Regions from separate parts of the Sus scrofa genome. Here region 2 is linked to region 1. The links are chromatin contacts, called in public Hi-C maps. All regions are on one chromosome and are shown on one strand. Each heading gives the region's core, a stretch centred on a gene start, on an enhancer-like site or on the middle of the called end of the contact. The rest is flanking DNA. Distances are from core to core; before and after follow the strand shown.

The links. Hi-C and Micro-C count contacts between places; a contact is called where the count stands out from the background.
Region 2: a contact with region 1 is called in a Hi-C map of liver, with 2.8 times the contacts expected there. The contact joins the promoter of TMEM80 here to the promoter of IRF7 in region 1. A contact is called at or near these places in 1 of 5 promoter capture datasets (liver), 3 of 47 Hi-C or Micro-C datasets (heart right ventricle, liver and skeletal muscle) and 1 of 2 datasets of contacts at active chromatin or transcription factors (alveolar macrophages).

Annotation. Positions count from the first base shown.
Region 1 is chr2:372,260-377,409 of Sscrofa11.1, reverse strand. It overlaps IRF7 (interferon regulatory factor 7), which reads left to right and starts at 2,452. Exons shown (of 8, transcript NM_001097428.1): 1 at 2,452-2,682; 2 at 2,767-2,929; 3 at 3,007-3,214; 4 at 3,479-3,537; 5 at 3,638-3,842; 6 at 4,147-4,680; 7 at 4,782-4,900; 8 at 4,971-5,146. The coding sequence starts at 2,663. The coding sequence ends at 5,126. CDHR5 (cadherin-related family member 5) reads left to right here. Exons shown (of 15, transcript XM_013989870.2): 14 at 1-133; 15 at 416-961. The coding sequence ends at 865.
Region 2 is chr2:425,237-430,386 of Sscrofa11.1, reverse strand. TMEM80 (transmembrane protein 80) reads right to left here and starts at 2,090. Exons shown (of 5, transcript NM_001244431.1): 1 at 2,045-2,090. The coding sequence starts at 2,063. It overlaps DEAF1 (deformed epidermal autoregulatory factor 1 homolog), which reads left to right and starts at 2,803. Exons shown (of 12, transcript XM_021082564.1): 1 at 2,803-3,139. The coding sequence starts at 2,851.

The DNA of each region.
Region 1 (5,150 bases), core at 1,203-3,702:
CTTCTCGACTGTGGAGATGGCGGTGCTAGGCGGGGTGCTGGGCGCGCTGCTCCTTCTGGCTCTGATCGCCCTCACGGTCCTTGTCCACAAGCACTATGGCCACCGACTCAAGTGCTGCTCCGGCAAAGCTCTGGTGAGGCCCTGGGGGTGGGGACAGGACAGGGCTAGAGAGAGCAGAGGGCCGTGGAGGGCATGGGGGACCGAGAGGGAGGCAGCGCGACCAGGGGTCGGTGGAGCAGATGGAAACCGGGTGAAGGTGATGGGGCGCAGACACCATGGCCCAAACAGTGGGGGGGGAGCAGAGAGAGGCAGAGAGCGGAGGGAGGGACGAGGGACCGCCTCGGGGGACGGCCGGGCTGGTCTGAGCCCGCTGGGCTCTGGCTGATGGCTGCCTCCCACCCGCCCCTGCCCCCAGGAGCCCCAGCCCCAAGGCTTTGACAACAAGGCTTTCCTCACCAAAGATGAGGCCAACTGGGAGCCCGCCCCTAGTCCCCCACCCAGCCCTGCCCCGCCAGCACCCCCAAAGCCCGCACCCCCAGATGCTGAGCCCCAAGAGCCTTCGCCCCACAGCCCCGCGCCCTCTCACCGTGTCCCTGAGTCCCCTGCGGTAGCCCCGGATGGGGGCAGCCCGGCAGCCGTGAGGTCCATCCTGACCAAGGAGCGGCGGCCTGAGGGCGGCTACAAGGCTGTGTGGTTCGGGGAGGACATTGGGGCTGAGGCCGACGTGGTGGTCCTCAACACGCCAGGCTCGGAGGTGGATGGCGCCGGCGACTCGGGCAGCGAGGGCGGTGGCGACGAGGGTGCAGACGCGGGCCCGGGCGGCCGTGGCCAGGACGCCCCGGGCACTGACTCCATCTACTTCTAGCGCTGCTTCCCCGCGGCCCCAGCGAGTCCGGACGCCGACAATCGGCTCGGCCCCTCTCCCCAACTCCATTGCCCAGAATAAAGTGACATTGTGGGATCTGCGGGCCTACGTGGGGTCTGCCCAGGGGGCTGCGGGTGGCGGGTGGTGGGGACGTGGCCCCTCTGCCCCTGCCCCGCGGGAGTCCTCCTGGTGGCCCGAGGGGCAGAGAGGGTTGGGCAGGCTCACGCCCTGTGCAGAACCCTGGGCACCATTTCCCGTAAACCACCTGCTGTGCTCGTGGGGCTTCCCAGGCTTGGTGCCAGCTGGTGGCCAGAAAGTTCCTCTCCTGGTCTAACCACGGCCCTGGGGGGGGGGGGGGCGTGCGCTGGGATCTCCCTCCCAACCGACCCAGCATGGAGATTCTTGGCCTGGGGGAGGCTGAGGAGCCAGGAGCTGTTCCCAGGAGCACTCATCTAGGGGAGCACGGTCCTGGGGACCTTCCAGGGGTCACACCTCGGGCTCCTGTGGCCACAGTGTGGGCAATAAACACCCTGGGGTGCCCTCAGGGACACCTGGTCCAGGTGGCTGGACTGCAACCAGAGATAGGGCCATGGGTGGCCCAGAGCGACAGTAGCCTGCAGGCCATCGGCCTGGGGTGACAGGAGTGGCCAGTGGGTGCAGGAGACAGAGATCGTGGGGCCACCCAGCCTGACTCAGTGGGGACAGAGCCCCCTCTACTGGCTTCCTCAGGGATGGACGTCAGGCAGGACTTCCGCCCCAACTGCCACCACACCCCTCATGGGTCACTGGCTTTTTTCCTCATAAAACTGCTCTGCGTTCCGCATGTTTTAATCTCGGCAGAATTTGGGTGTTCTTGTCTCAACAACTCGCACTGGAAAGAATTCAGTGAGCACAGCTGCAGCTCCTCCCACACCCCCGTCACACGAGCCCGCTCCTGTTTCTGCTCCTGGCGCCCCCAGCTCGTCCCACTGCCGCTGCCGCGGCTGCCGCCGGCGCCCCACTCCGCGGCGCCGCTGGGCGAGCAGAGTAGCGGCGGGGCCCCCGAGTCGCCCGCCCCGCCCCCGCCGCCCCAACCCCCGAGTCGCCCCGCCCCGGAGCACGTGACTTCTCCGGCGGCCCCGCCCCCGCCCCGGCCCCATAAAGTCGCTCGCTCCCGAGCCCCCGGGGAGACGAAACTTCCTGCCCCGGCAGCTCCCGGTTCAGGTACTGGGGACCCCCAACCTACGCGGAGCGAGAGGGGCAGGGACGGCCACGTCGGATCCCGGGTTCGCTTCGCAGAGCAGTGACCAGCAGGGGGCGGGCAGCGCGGGTGACTGCGGGGGGAGGGGCACGGGTCCGGAATTGGGGAACCTGGAGGCAGAGGTCGCGGTTGCCGAGGACGAGCCGGGCGGGCGGGGCAGGGAGGGGGCGCCGGCCGCCCCGCGGCCCAGCTGGTTAGGTTTCGTTTTCCTGCGACACGCGGTTTCGTTTCCTTGCGGTCGTCGCGCCCCCGCAGGGCCCATCCCGGGCGCCAGCTCGACACCTGTGGCCCCTGTGCGCCCGCCCTCCACGTCTGCAGTCACGCCCATCGCCGCCTTGGCCAAGACTCACCTGGGCAACGTCGTGGCCAGAGCCCTCAACCCCCATCTGTGACCCCAACACCCGTGACACCTGGCCACACTCACTACCTGTGGTGTGTGGTGACACACGCGCAGCTCTCCTCTCACCTGCGGTTAACACCTGCCTGCCCCCGTGGTCAGAGCTCTCGCCGCGGAGGCCAAGCCAGTGTCTCCACGCCCAGTCCTTGCAGAGGGAGCAATGGCCGCGGCTCCTGACAGGTGACAGCCCGCAGCCCTACCCGGTGCCAACCCCAAGCACCTCGCGGTCCGCGCGTGCCCTGACGCCCGCTGCTCTGCCCGCAGGGGGTGCCCACGCGTGCTCTTCGGAGACTGGCTTCTGGGCGAAGTCAGCAGCGGCCGTTACGCAGGGCTGCGATGGCTGGATGAAGCCAGAACACGGTTCCGCGTGCCCTGGAAGCACTTCGCCCGAAAGGACCTGGGCGAGTCCGACTCGCGCATCTTTAAGGTGGGACCCCAGCCCCGCCTGGAGTGCGGGGGGACCGGCCCAGGTCCAGGCCCGTACTCCATTCCATCCCTCCCCAGGCCTGGGCCGTGGCCCGCGGCAGGTGGCCGCCCCGCAGCAGCGAAGGTGCGCAGCCGATCCCGGAGGGTGCCCTCCGCGCCTCCTGGAAAACCAACTTCCGCTGTGCCCTGCACAGCACGCGGCGCTTCGTGATGTTGCAGGACAACTCAGGGGACCCCACTGACCCTCATAAGGTGTATATGATCAACCCCGAGCTGGGGTGCGGAGGTGAGGAAGGCCAGGGGAGGGCTGCCTGCAGGGAGGGCTGTGCCGCGGAGCAAGCCGCTGCTGGGTTAGATTTCCCCTTTTAGAAACTGGCGTGGGAGAGGCTGGGGCCAGACTGTTGGGGGAAGGTGGGGTAGGGGATGGCCGGGAGGCCCCAGACGGGCCTCTGGGGACTGGTGAAGGGGAGGAGCTGCCCAGGGGTTCACCCCTGGGTGACCCAGTCCAGTCTCAGATCCCCATGTCCCCTTAAACCTAATTCTCTCCCAGAAGGCCCAGGCTTCAACCCGGGGGAAGAGGAGGCCCTCGAGGATGCCCCACCCCCAAGGGTAAGGCCACTCAGCCCTCCTTGCTCCCGGGTTGGGGCTGCCACTTCTCACTGGGGCTGGGGAGCTGCTCACTGATGCCGGCACACTGTCTTCTCCGCAGGGTGAGCTTCCCGGGCCGCGCCTGGCAGCACATACTGGTGAGAGGCTGAGGCACGAGCTGGCCAGGCCGAGCCCTGAACCCTGCACCCCAAGCCCAGCTGGAGATGGTGGGGACCTCCTGCTCCAGGCTCTGCAGCAGAGCTGCATGGAGGACCATCTGCTGGAAGCTGCATGGGGCGTGGATCTGACCCCCCCCGAGGTTCCATGTGAGAGACGGCTGCTCTGCCCTGCAGGGTTCTGGGCCAAGGGGAGGGACAGGCAGGACAGCAGGACCCCTGGGGGGGGGTTGCCCCCAGTAGGGATGGGCTGACCACAGGTGGGCCCGAATAGCCGAGCCTCCTCAGGTCCAGAGCTCCCTGCTTAGAAACTGTACCTGCCACTGGCAGGGAAGGTGGCCCCCAGCCTTGGGCCACAGCCCCAGGCCCAGATGACAAGGTGAGGCGAGCCAAGTGACACGTGGAAGGGAGAGGAGCTGGGGGACCAGGAGCCAACTCAGGCCTTCCTCTCCAGATGCAGGCCCACTCCCAGCCCCGGTGCCCTGGAAGCCCCAAGAGGCGGAGCCCTGCACCACACTCTACCCCCGTGTCTGCACGCGGATGGCAGGCGAGCGGGGCGCGGCCAGTCCCAGCTGCTCACAGCTCGGTCTGCACGCAGGGCCCAGCTTGGAGGCTCTGGACTTGACCATCATGTACAAAGGTCGAACGGTGCTGCAGGAGATGGTGGGGGGCCCCAGCTGTGTGCTCCTGTACGGGTCTCCGGGCCCGGCTGGCGCGGCTGCAGAGCCCCAGCAGGTAGCCTTCCCCAGCCCCGCTGAGCTGCCTGACCAGAAGCAGCTCCACTACACAGAGAAGCTGCTGCAGCACGTGGCCCCCGGCCTGCAGCTGGAGTTCCGGGGACCCAAGCTGTGGGCCCGGCGCCTGGGCAAGTGCAAAGTCTACTGGGAGGTGGGAGGGCCCCTGGGCTCTGGCAGCCCCTCCACCCCCGCCTGCCTGCTGCCCCGAGACTGCGACACCCCCATCTTCGACTTCGGCACCTTCTTCCAAGGTCAGTGACGCACCTGCACCTGCCCCGGGGCTGCGGGGGGGGGGGGGGGGGCGCTCCTGGCCCCTGCCCCTCCTCCCGCTCACCAGAGCCCTGTCCTGCAGAGTTGATGGAGTTCCGGGCCCGCCGGCGCCAGGGCTCCCCACACTACACCATCTACCTGGGCTTCGGGCAGGACCTCTCCGTGGGGAGGCCCAAGGAGAAGAGCCTCGTCCTGGTGAAGGTGAGGGGCAGGGACCCTGGGGCGAGGCTGCAGGTAGCCCTCGCCCGGCCTGACAGCGCCCTACCCGCAGTTGGAGCCATGGCTGTGTCGGACACAGCTGGAGAGCGTGCAGCGTGAAGGCGTGTCCTCCCTGGACAGCGGCAGCCTCAGCCTCTGCCTGTCCCCCTCCAACAGCCTCTATGACGAGCTGGAGCGCTTCCTGATGGAGGTGGAGCAGCCGGCCTAGGGTGGACCCTGGACCCCTCCCAAT
Region 2 (5,150 bases), core at 841-3,340, 53 kb before region 1:
CCCAAGTATGTCTCCCAAGTGAGAACTTCCGAGCCAGCAATCCAGTCTCTTTTCCTCGTGCGCCTCTTGGAGCCTCTCCTACCCACAACAGGTACCCACTCTCCCGTCATCTTGAGATGAGGGTGCCCCAGAGGCAGCGGGGTCCCTCCTCCCGCGACAGCGTCTTCTGAGCTGGAGGCCTGCTTGGAAGACAGTCCAGTCACCCTTGGCCCCGGCGTGCCCTGGCTCGGAGTTCCACGGGTGTTTTCCTCTGCTCACACATCTGCGACCTGCAGGTGCATCAGGAACGACTCAGAACCCGCCCGGCAGCAGACAGGACAGAGACGTGAGGCAGCCTGCGGATCGCTGCTATTCCATCTGCTCGTTTGCCCCGGGAGAGAAGCTCGAAGCTCTGCTCTGGGGGGGACGTCAAGGGGTGAGCCCGCATCTCCCTGGGTGGATCTGGGGGCCGTGCAGGCCCCGGGAGGCAAGGAGGGCTGCCGAGCATGGATCATTAATGGACCTGCATCGCGCTACGGGAGAGGTGCTCTCTAAGCCCGACCCTCCTCTCCCAGGCCTGGGCTGAGCCAGCTGCCCAGACGCGTCATCACTCCGGTGCACTTCATGTTAGCTGGGATTTTCCTCCCTCTGAGTCTTCTCCTGAAGGTTTGCTTCAGAACTCAAATGTATTTGCCAGCTGCCCACTGTTATAGACTGAGATGAGGGGGCGACTTAGGAAAAATGCTGCACAGAAACCTTAAGTGATACAGGATTTAAACACTTAGCATGAAGGGTGGTTGGGAGCAGAGATGCCATCCTAACCATTCCAGACCCACGGAGCGGAGCTCGTTCTGACAAAATACAGCTGTGGCTTTTAGGACTTAGCTTTTCGTGTGTGTATTTTTTTGGCTTTGTTTTAGAGCTGCACCTGCGGCATGTAGAAATTCTCAGGCGAGAGGTAAAGTCGGAGCTGCAGCTGTAGGCCTACACCACAGCCACAGCCCCGCCAAGCCGCGTCTGCGACCTACACCGCAGCTCACGGCCACGCAGGATCCTTAACCCACTGAGTGAGACCAGGGACTGAACCTGCACCCTCATGGATACTAGTTGGGTTCTTAACCTGCTGAACCACAACGGGAACTCCAGATTTAGCATTTCTGTCAATGATTTACTGTAATAACAACGTGGCTGTGAACAGCTGTGTCAGAAAAGAAGTGAAACGTGGAAGCAAAGAGAACAAATGTTTTCCCTGAGGTGCCAGAGCAGGGGTGCCAGGTGGTCCTGCTGCTGTGCAAACTTAATTCTCCACCAAAGGAAATCGCGCAAAAAGAACCGCGGGCTTCTGCCGACAAAGGTCTGGCGCTTTGGAACCCCCCTGCCAAGAAAGCTCTAAACTCAGACCCGGACAGTACTTCTTTGTAAGACGCCAGCCTCCCTCCCAGCTCCTCTTCGCGCAGGGCGGCCCAGATATGGAAACGGGGGCCCCCTTCAGGCGGAGGCTCCCGGGCCAGGGATCGAACCGGCGCCACGGCAGTGACAACGCAGGTGCTTAGCCCGCCGGCCACCAGGGAACTCCTGGCAATCGGCCTTTTTTTATTGGACTGAGTGTACACCGCGTGCCACCCACTCGTCTCCTTCTTGTCACACAGACTGAAAGAGGCGCGGGCGCTGCGGAGACCGGGCGAGTCCCGGCGAGACCCCGCGCAACCCAAGGCCGCCGGCGGGCCCACGTGCCTGCCCGGGGTGCCCGCCGCTCTCGCTCGCTGCTGGCCCACTGGCCCCCGCAGGGTGCTCGGTCAGCGCGTCCGCGGCGCCCGGGGCCGCACTGGCCACAGCGGGCGGGGGAGGGCGGCCGCACCGAGGCGGCTCTGCATCCCGGTGCGCCCGGGACTGGCTCTCGGGGCCGGGCTCCCACCCCACGGCCACACCAAGTCCAGCCGCTAATGACCCCCGCGAGCCGCGCCAGCCGCTCGGCCTTTCCCACACCGGGAGGAACCGCGCCAACCGAATCCCCGCTCCGGAACGACCTCCACCCGGCCCCGCGCGGCACCGCCCGGGCCCTCACCTCGCCGCGAGGCCGCCATCTTGCCCCCGGGCCCCGCCCCGCTCGCCCGCTCGCCCCGCCCCGCTCGCCCCGCCCGCCGAATCCGCCGCGATCCCGGCAGCCTCTTGGCTCCGGACGCGAACGGGGTCCCTTCGGCCATTTTCGATTCTGCTCCCGAAGGGGTTCGACGGCGCCGCGCTTCGGGAGTTGATTCCGAACCGGGGCCGAGGCCCGATTAGCGCGTCCGACAGCGCTCGGGCACTTTCGGACAGGAGGAGGCGGAGAGCCGAGGCTCGTGAGGATCCCGGCTCGGGAGAGTTCGGCTTCGCTCGGCTCCTCCTCGGGCGCGCTCGGCTCCAGCGGGAGGTGGGGGCGGGCGGAGCCTGCGGCGCGAGGTTCTCTTGCCCGGGTCGCGCTGCGTCGGAGGCCGGCGAGAGTCGGCTTCTCCGTCCGTGACCCCCCTTGGTTGGGGACCGCGGCCGTCGCGGCCTCCTGGGCCCTGAGGAGGGCCAGCGCCGGCCGCTCGGAAACCCTCGTGCGGCCTCGGACCAATTCGGACCGACTCGGCCCCGCACTTCGGGTCACCTCGGCCCCCCTCGGTTCCAGACCCTTGGTCTCGGCTCGGCTCGACTGGGCAGCTTCGTGCCGGATCGGCTCCTATTCGGGCAGCCCCGGCTTGGCTCGGCGGTCGGCTTCGGGCGGCCTCGGCGCGGCTCGGCTCGGCTCGGCCCGGCTCGGACGGCGTCCTCGGCAGGAGCGCTTCGGGCCCCGTCCCGGCCTTCGGGCGGCCCCGGCCGGCGCCTTCGGGCGGGCTCGGCGGAGTCCGGATGGAGGACTCGGACTCGGCCGCCAAGCAGCTGGGCCTGGCCGAGGCGGCGGCGGTGGCGGCCGCGGCCGCTGTGGCGGCGGCGGCCGCGGCCGCGGCGGGAGGCGAGGCGGAGGAGCCGGTGCTCAGCAGAGACGAGGACTCCGAGGAGGACGGGGACTCGGAGGCGGAGCGCGAGACGCGGCGGGTGACGGCCGTGGCGGTGATGGCCGCCGAACCCGGGCACATGGACATGGGCGCCGAGGCCCTGCCCGGCCCGGACGAGGCCGCCGCGGCCGCCGCGTTCGCAGGCAAGTGCCGCCGGCCCGCGGTTCCCTCGCACCTGTCTGCACCTGCCTCGCACCTGCCTCGCGCACCTGCCCCCCACACACCTGCACGACCGACGCGCGCCTGCCCTGCAAACTACTCCCCAACGCATACCTGCCCTGCACACGGCTGGCTGACCAGCCCACCCATCCTTCCCCAGCATTTACCCCGTGCCCTGTCGTCCCTGTGCCTACACAACCGCCTGTAAGCAGCCTGGCCCTCCTCTGCAGCATACCTGCTCCCTGAACTCCTTTCCCTCCTTTCAGCACTCTAGGCTCCTTCCAGAACCTTCTCAGCACCTGCCTCTCGCCATCCTTGTTCTCTTCTCTGTCCTTGGGGCTGTGACATGGGGGTCAGACATAGGCCTTGTCCTGGAGCAGCCTGAGGGTGGGCACAGCTAGTCACCCAGAATCCTAGGGAGCAAGACAGTGGTCACTCAGCTGGAAGGGCCAGCAGCCTTTGGGGGCAGTGACCCTGAAGGTCAGCCCGGAGCTCCTCGGACTGCCCTCCTGTCGGCCCCTGTCTGCCCCCCATTTCCTTGAGGGAACTCCCTCCCCTGGGGACCACGGAGGCTGCCAGCCCTCATTTTTGTTCTTGCCACACACAACGTCCTCATTCTCGAGGTTCATGGGCCACGCCCCAGAGCTCCCTTCAGAGGTTGTGCCTCCCTGAGCCAGCATGGGAAGAAGGTGTTCCCCGCCCACGCGGAGGCTCCTGAGGAGCCTCACAGCGGGATGCCGAGACCCTGGGAGCTCCTATAAGGCGCTTTGTCCCTAAGGAGGCTCGGGTTTCAGAACTGGACAGCGACCTCCCCACCTGGTTGCCCCGCTCTTGCTGTGGCCCTGGAGGTGCCTGGTGTGGGCCAATGGCCTGGGCCTGTGTCCCAGTCCCTCACCCCAGGGCCTCTGGTCTGCATGTGGACCCTCCAAGAGACGGAGGGGCGGGGGGGGGGCTTTGCAGCTCTTTAGAGACTGGGATTTAATAAGTTGAGATTTTTGGACTGAGAGGGTTTTCCTCAGGTTTCTCCTCTTTGCACCTATTCTTCTGAATGCAGAAAGAAAGTGATGCTGTTCAACCCAACGTCAGAGAAACGTATTGACATTTTGTGATTTTTTTCTGCAAAGTATCACAGTTGTGTTTTTCACGTGTTAAAGCCTTAAATCTTGTTTGTCACGAGTGACCGAGGTCCAGCAGTTTCCAGGTTTTTAGTAACATGTTGCTGGGCCGAGGCCGCCTCCTCTGGGCTGCTTGCGAGGCCTTTAGACGTGAGCGTGTGTTCAGACAGACCCTCAGCACTGGCTCTCTGGGACACGGAGGAGCGGACAAGGGCGGGGAGCAGGTGTTTTCTGTGCAGTTCAGGAGCCCCGGCCGATGGAATGTGCGGGACTGTCCGTCAATTTGAGCACCTTCCCTGTGCCAGACATTTGGGACCGTCCTGCCAGCCTAGGGGACGGAGGAGCATTGAGGAGGGGCTCTTAGGGCCCAGCGCTGGGCTTGGCAGGCGTGGGCAGCGTGCATGAGGGAGGGTGCTGCTCCCAGGAACAGGGAGGCCTGGGTGGTGGGGACGGGAGGCAGGTGCAGCACACCTGTGTGCAGACGCACCTGTGTGCACTTGCAGTTGGGAGGGGGCTGGGGAGGGCGGGACAGGCAGGTCTGACGTGCTTTTCAGGAGGAAGAGGTCGGCGGCGGGGGGTGGCCCCTGGCCCCTGGCCTGTCCCATGGGGACCTGAGGGAGTTGGCCTGGGAGGGTCCCCAGTGGAGGGAGGAGACACTGTAGGGTATGAGGGGCCTTTGCGGGGTACGTCTTTTCCCAGAAGGGACTGAGGCCAGGGGCCGCGTGGCAGAGCCCGTGGCTGGCTGGGCAGGGGTGCCGTGTGGGTCTTCCTGCAGAAAAGCCTCCGCTGGGGGCGAGGTGGCCTCTCTTTGCCCCGGAAAACCCAGGTCGTTTAGACCGTGGTCTGAAAACCTTGGCTGAGCATTTCGTGTACAGTGGGA